Regions from separate parts of the Gossypium arboreum genome. Here region 2 is linked to region 1. Evidence: chromatin contacts called from public Hi-C data. All regions are on one chromosome and are shown on one strand. The core of a region is the stretch at or near the end of the contact, and the rest is flanking DNA. Distances in the headings are between cores, read along the strand shown. Region 1 holds the start of LOC108483634 (RNA polymerase II transcriptional coactivator KELP). Region 2 holds the start of LOC108482025 (UDP-glucose 4-epimerase GEPI48).

Evidence for each region. Hi-C and Micro-C count contacts between places; a contact is called where the count stands out from the background.
Region 2: a Hi-C map of leaf shows a contact between it and region 1, with 5 times the contacts expected there. The contact joins the promoter of LOC108482025 here to the promoter of LOC108483634 in region 1. A contact is called at or near these places in 2 of 5 Hi-C or Micro-C datasets (both in leaf).

The regions. Positions count from the first base shown.
Region 1 is chr1:31,592,538-31,596,255 of ASM2569848v2, reverse strand. It overlaps LOC108483634 (RNA polymerase II transcriptional coactivator KELP), which reads left to right and starts at 2,278. Exons shown (of 3, transcript XM_017787138.2): 1 at 2,278-2,766; 2 at 2,880-2,985. The coding sequence starts at 2,479.
Region 2 is chr1:32,060,105-32,063,922 of ASM2569848v2, reverse strand. LOC108482025 (UDP-glucose 4-epimerase GEPI48) reads left to right here and starts at 1,347. Exons shown (of 9, transcript XM_017785132.2): 1 at 1,347-1,936; 2 at 2,998-3,047; 3 at 3,134-3,269; 4 at 3,505-3,606; 5 at 3,747-3,818. The coding sequence starts at 1,754.

The DNA of each region.
Region 1 (3,718 bases), core at 1,029-3,528:
TATACTAAAAAAAAACCCAATTTGCGCATGCTGGGTATCGAACCTCAGTTCCCTTTCTGCTGCCCAACACTCCTAACCACTGGGCCAGACTCCTCCTTATGTCTAATTTTAGCCTAACTTATTAATAAACCTTAATGTCCAGATCCCCTAAAGAAGCAAAAATAATAATTTTTTTTTTGCTAGAGTCTTGGTCCGAATTTTTCCCACACTTTAATTACTTCTAAATTTATTTAAAAACTAAAATAATAATAATAATAATAACCATAATAATGAAGATTTCAAATACGATAATATATATAAATTTTTTCCTAATAATAATAATTATAATTTCCATAAATCAATGAAAATAGATACAAGAAAATTTTTGATAATATGTTAATTTAAACACTAAATTAACAACAATAATTGTATAAATATATTTGTATCTAATAATTATAATGATAATAATTTTCATAAAATTAAAATATTAGTACTAACATAAATATTTTATCAATATATATATTTAAACACTAGTAATATTCAAAACTTCTCAATATTCGTGTTTTCTTCTATCCGAATCCCAGACTCAAAGCCCAACTCTTCTAGGCCCAATTTTTGGGGCGTTACAAAAATTCTTAAGTCAAGGAATTCAACATCATCGTTAAAGGTAAAACTAGTCGAGACTCATTAAGTTCCATTGAACTTATGAGTGTTTATTTGTAATGCAGGTTCTTGAGTTGAACTAATTCACTAGAAGGGACCAAGCCAGCAATGTGCCAGGTGGTTGGTTGTAGTACGATGTTATGCATACAAAAAGACAATTTTGAGAATATGTTTTCAAATGGTGCATAGTATTATACACCACGAATATGTCTATTTGATAAAAATTTATATTGCGATATTTTATACTACTTTTAAGAGTCTGTTATAAATAATAAACCTTTCGTTCAAAACTTTTGACTTAGAAAAGATTTTTAAATAAATAAAAAGTTAACCGGAATGGTTTTTCGCCAGCTAAACAATTTTGTTAAGTATGTAAGTATTGTGACATCCTACATTTGGATCCGGTGAATTGGGTCGAGTATAAGGTATTACACTCTTATTTTGGACAGTTGCCTTTAAACTTTTATAAAAGTTTCAAATTGGTTCTTGTTCGATTTCGAGCCTACTTTAGAGCTTTCATAAGCTCGATTTAAACCTGATTTTGTTTGCAAAGTATGACTTGTGTGAATGTATGATAATTATTGAATGTTTTAAATGAATTCTTTATTTAAAAACATATTTAACTATTTTGTTGTTTGTTGTAGCATCCCGTAGTTCAACTCCGACAACAGGGATGGGTGAGGGGTGTTACGAAGTCTATTACTTCGGTTTATATAAGAAGGAAATAGTACCTCAAGGAATATAATCTCAACAATCAAGTTTGCCTTTACCACAAACCCTTCAAGAGCCCCAAAAATCGCATAGTTTGATCTCAATATTGTTGACACAACTTAGACTCCTCACAAGCTTTCCTCAATTTCTCGACAAATGCAATACTACTATGACTACAACCTTGTCAGCATAATCAAATAAATCAATCCTCAAATTAGCAATGAGTATCATTGATCAATTTATATTTACTCAAAAGAGCCTTATTCCTAGACACAATGCATTAAAGCAACAAACTCAATGGACTACCAGCATAAAAGAAATCCTAAGCAACAACAAATGTTTTATAGTCAAATCCATCAAAATATGCAACCAAATCAAACGATTTAGCATCCAAAGATTTGCTCTCGTATGATTGATAAAGCCAAATCTCTAAAAAGAAATGAAGTCATATCATATGAAACAACTTCAGTCTATTACCTATCTGCAAAATGCTTAAATGACCAAGTATCACATCGAATAAGCACTTTGACATAAGTCTTCTAGACTATTTTATAACTTAGGCTTAAATCTAAGGTTGAGAGGGGGGCATATTGTTATACCATATTAGTGAAGGTTAAATTATTAACCAACTAGCCCAATTTACTACAAAGTAGACCACTCTATATCCATCGAATAAGTACAATGTGAAACCACTCCTTATAGACGAATAACCAGTAAAAAGCAAGTTTAGGGACCAAGAACAAAAATAAAATATATTATCTTTATAACATGTTTTTGTCCATCTTCTCATATCTCATCTTTATTATTTGCAAGCATAGATTTATTTATAGTAAATTTTAACGAAAAATACTACAGACAAATGAATTAATAATTTTTAAATCAGAAATTTTAAAAAATGACCATGTGGATAATGGCGAATGAACCCCCCGGCCGCGGGCCAAGCTTACTTACCAAATCAAGAACCAGAAACCCAAACCCAGAAGGCAGAGCCCCCAAAATGAAAAGCAAAACTTAATTTCCCCCAAATCTAAACAAAAGATCAGTGAAACTCCCAACTCTTTAATCTCACACATGCCCTCTTATTGTTAGATTTCCTTGAAACCCGTAATCAGAATACCCGAGAAAATGGACTCAGAAACGAGAGAGAAGATAAAGAAAACGGTGAGGGAACTCTTGGAAGAAGCCGACATGAACGAAATGACAGAGTACAAGATTCGACAATTGGCTTCCAAGAGACTGGAACTCGACCTCTCCGAATCCAAGTGCAAGGCTTATGTCAGACATGTCGTCAATGCTTTCCTGGAAGAACAAAAGGCCAAACAAGAAGAAGAAGAAGAAGAAGAAGCTACAGGTGATGATAGTAACAATAACAACAACGAGTTTGATGATGATGGTGATCTCATTATTTGCAGGGTTTGTTTCTTTTTCTTTGTGGTTTTCCTTTTCTTCTTTTGGTGGGTTTTAAGTGAAGGTTGGGGGTTTTGAGGTTTCATGTTTATTGGTTTTGTTTTGTTGTTTTTTCCCAGTTGTCTGACAAGAGAAGGGTGACTCTCCAAGACTTTAGAGGGAAAACTTTAATTTCCATAAGGGAGTACTATAAAAAGGACGGCAAGGAACTTCCTTCTTCTAAAGGTAAATGCTTAGCTTTGTTTCAAATTTACTTGTTTCAGGCTTGGTTTTGTTTCTTTTGGATTTTATATATATATATATATATATATATTTCAATGTCTGGATTAGAAGATGTTAAAAGAAAAATGCTCTAGTAGTTATGCTGCTGAAGTTAAGCTTTTGTTCAGTCTATAAATGTGTTGAGCTTGGAAATGGCAGGAAAAGAAACACTAATTTTTGTGAATTGTTGCTATTTTGGTCTACCTCATTAACAAATCTATGGTACTTAGGAAATAAGAACTTTATATTTTTTGACTGATTGGAAATTTGGTTGCACGATATCTGCATGAATGGTAACTTGGCATACTTTTTGCAGACGTCTCAGCTTATCATGCTTCTTGATGTATTCCTTGTTTACACCTTATTTATTCTCTGTTCTTCAGGCAATTGTGATCACTCATTTGTAGCTCAACTTGGTTTGTAATAAAAATTATGTAGATTTTGCAACACTCATGAATGCTTCCACTTATTTAACTGTAGAGGAACTATACATGACAAGGTCCAATCAAAATTTCTCTTGCCTTGCTCCTATAATATTACAAAGTTAGTGTCCTGGTTCCTTTACTATGGCCATGATATTAGGAAACCGAGAAAAGCATTGAAATCAAATTTTATGGTTTTTGGATATATTTTTGAAGGGCGTAAAGCATAAAGAGATTGATGGATTTCATGTATATTCTTTAGAAATAACCTTATT
Region 2 (3,818 bases), core at 98-2,597, 470 kb before region 1:
TCAAAGGAGCATTTTATTTTATCAAATTTTTATAAATTTATTATGTAATTTTTCACCCACATAATGTGTGTATTATAATCTAATTTATATTGGGGTGGTGCTATGTTTTCATTATATCATGTTTAGTTTTTTTTTCTTTTTATGTGGTGTTTAATGGGTGGCAACTATAATGAGAACTTTCAAAATGAGAACTATGAGAATCAAAATGATTTTAGCCATTAAATCAAAACAAATTGTTCTAAGTCTTAAATTTTGTATTTATCTTACCTTATTAAAAAAATTAATAACACCTAATCTTTCTCTTATTAGATATTTGTTTTTGTTGACTGAAAAATTAGTCAACTAATACATTCTAAAAAAATTTGAGATTTTTTATTGGTTGATTTCTAGTATTTACTTTTTACTCAACTAAGAAAAAATTCAAGTTGTTTTAGAATAAAATGGTCGACCAATTTTTAATTAAGAAAAACAAATACCTAATACACAAATTATTTAATATTAATAACCCTACTATCTTGCTTTCCATTTCAATTTCTTTTCTCAAAACACAAAAAGAAAATCTTAAAGTAAAATTATCCAAAAAATTTCACACTAAAACTTCAATTGCATGGTGAAAAAGAAGAAGAGAAAAATTGTGTGTTATTGATTTTACTTTAATAAAATAAGATAAATAGAAAATCTATAGTTTATAACTGTTTATTAGTTACTTGTCTGTGTTTTATTATTTTTCTTTTTCCTCATGTTTACATATGAAAGAAAGAACATGAAAGTAATTTTGGCATTTGAAAAATCTGCGGCAAATATAAGTATAAATAAATGGAATGTAATTTTTAAATTTTCGCTTGGATTAAAATGTAAATTCTTGTGTTGGCTTAATGCTAAAATATTTATTGCCTTAAATATGACTTAAGTTTAAATCGTACTAATAACATTGTTGATAAAATCTTTCTCTCCTTTTATAATTTATTAAAAGAAAATATGAATAAATACAAAATTAATTTAAAGAGTGACGTCAATTAAATCAATTCATTTTAGTGGTATTATAAATTTTATGTCATGTGATGTGACATGATATTCTTGATGCTCAAAATTTATATTTTTATAATATGGTGGTTTGGGTTTTTATTTTTATAATTTTTATCATTTGATGATTAAGATTCTGATTGACACCAATTAATTGGATTGTATCCGTAATTTGATTATATACAACATTATTGGTGTTGGTTAATAAAGGTTAATGAGATATATTTTTGAAAAATACTTAAATTAATTACATTATTCAAAAATAACATTTAACAAGAATTAGATGTATAAATAAATGTTGAATAATATATATGAATACCCTAACATTTGTTCACTCCAATAAGAATATACCTTTTTCTAGAAAGAAAAAGCGGCGGCAGCAGAAGAAGAAGAAATAGAAGATTAGTTTACTCCAAAAACCCATCCCCCATCCAAAATCCCCGGTCATAGGGAGCCTTTTCACCCTTTTCACTCCACGTGGCTATTCTTCTCATTCATTCTCTTTTCCCCCATCTTCCTGAAACTGAAGCCTTCACAAAATCTCCCTTCCTTTTTCTTTTTTGTGTGCGCTCTCTGTCCTCATATATAATTCTCTCTTCTATTTTTACCTTTTAATTCCATTAAACCCTTTTAATTTCAAAGAATTATTATTAGCCTTCTGTTACGCTCGCCTCTTCTCTCAGTTTCTTTTACTTTCAGTTTTTCTTTTTTGGTTTTGATTGGTTCGAATATGTCGAAGACTATTCTGGTGACCGGCGGAGCCGGTTATATCGGGAGCCACACGGTGTTGCAGTTGTTGTTAAGCGGTTACAAAACAGTGGTTGTTGATAATCTCGACAATTCCTCGGATGTTGCTCCCAAAAGAGTCAAAGAACTCGCGGGTGAATTCGGCAGGAACCTTTCCTTTCACCAGGTTCGTTTAACGATTGAATTCACCTATTTACAGTTTTTCCTTTTTAAAGAAGAAAAATGAAGATGTGCAGTTTCGTAATTATTTTAATGCTAGACTGCTTAGTTGGTTTGCCAGAGAGAAATCTCACTTAATTTTTGTGTTTTCATTGTTAATTTGGAGTGTAATTAGTTTAAATTTGAGTAATCGAATTTGCTATAGCTGGCAACGTGTTACGCTGTAAAATTTCGATCATATTATGTTTAATTCTTTTTACACAAAAAAAAACTGTTGAAATAATTGCAAATAGTAGACTAATTTCACATTTTCTTTTTTTTCTTAAAATTTCTACTTCTGTTTGCCATATTATCTATTTTTGGTGTATGTTTGATTAATGAAGGAATTCGTGAATTGATTGCCATTCAACTATGTTATTAATTTATAAGTGCTTTTAAAAGTTAAATAAGTTGAAGAGTTTAAGAGAATCGATGAGAATATGATCTTATTTCTACTTGTGGATTCCATATCAAATGCATTAAATGGTATTACTTAAAAAAATTTGTCAAAATTTGCTTAATTAAGCAACATAATAATTTGATTAAACAGATTTAAAGTCGGTGAATATTCCTTAAATATAAAAGAATATAATAATATAGTCCGTTTGGTTTTGTTTAATGTTTAATTGTATTATTTTATTGTCGGTACCCAAAAAGTGTTTTTTCCTATTTCTTTTGATCTGTATTTTACCCTCCCTTTTTTTAATATACATGGAAGGACTCTTTTGAATGGGAAATGATTGGATCTATTAATTGTTTTTCTTGATGATATTTAAAAGCTTTAAACATAAATTTTTTCTTTGGTAATTAATTGTTAGCTCTTTTATCATCTGGAAACTGGTGAAGGGTCTCTATTATTATGTTTTTGCTTCAATTAATATACATTGGGATTTGTCTGATATTGCCTATAAATCAAATATCATGGGCTGCTGTATTATTGTCCCAAAATTAACAAGAATCATTAAATCACTGAAAACATGAAGTCATTGAAGTATTAACTAACATTTGGACCACTGGTTTCAACTGCAGGTGGACCTTCGTGATAGACCAGCCATTCAAAAAATATTTGCTCAGACAAAGTACTGTCAGGAATTTATATTATATGTTTGGTTTTTTATCGTGCCTTCTCTACTTGCTCAAATTTCTAAGGTTATTACATTATCAGATTTGATGCTGTGATTCACTTTGCTGGACTAAAAGCAGTTGGTGAAAGTGTAAGTAAACCATTGCTCTATCATGACAACAATATCATTGGGACAATTATCCTGTTGGAAGTCATGGCTGCACATGGATGTAAAAATGTACATTTCTTTCCCTTCCTTCTGTGTGTGATAGTGTTTGCTTTTTTTTTTAACCTTTTGGTATCTGCTATGGAAATCATTAGAACCAGAGATAAAACGAAACAGACTTGGGTTTCTTCTTGATCAAACTGTAATCACAAACATAGTAGCACCCTGTTGAACCTAGATTCAGTTTATGGATTGTTTTGGCTTCTTGAGTTTTAGAAGTTGACCGATCTAATATGATACATTGCAGCTTGTCTTTTCATCATCTGCTACTGTTTATGGCTGGCCAAAGAAGGTTCCATGTACAGAAGAGTTCCCCCTGTCTGCAGTGAATCCATACGGACGAACCAAGGTATGCGATGAGCATTTAAGTGCATACCATTTAGCAGCTCAAGGAAACAATGTCTTCTTTTTTATGAATCCATTATGAATACTTAGGCATTTGTCAATTAAGAATAGTGTCATCTAATCATATTTGACATGGTGGTTCAGCTTTTCATTGAAGAGATTTGCCGCGACCTCCGTAATTCTGATTCTCAATGGAAGATCATACTACTAAGATAT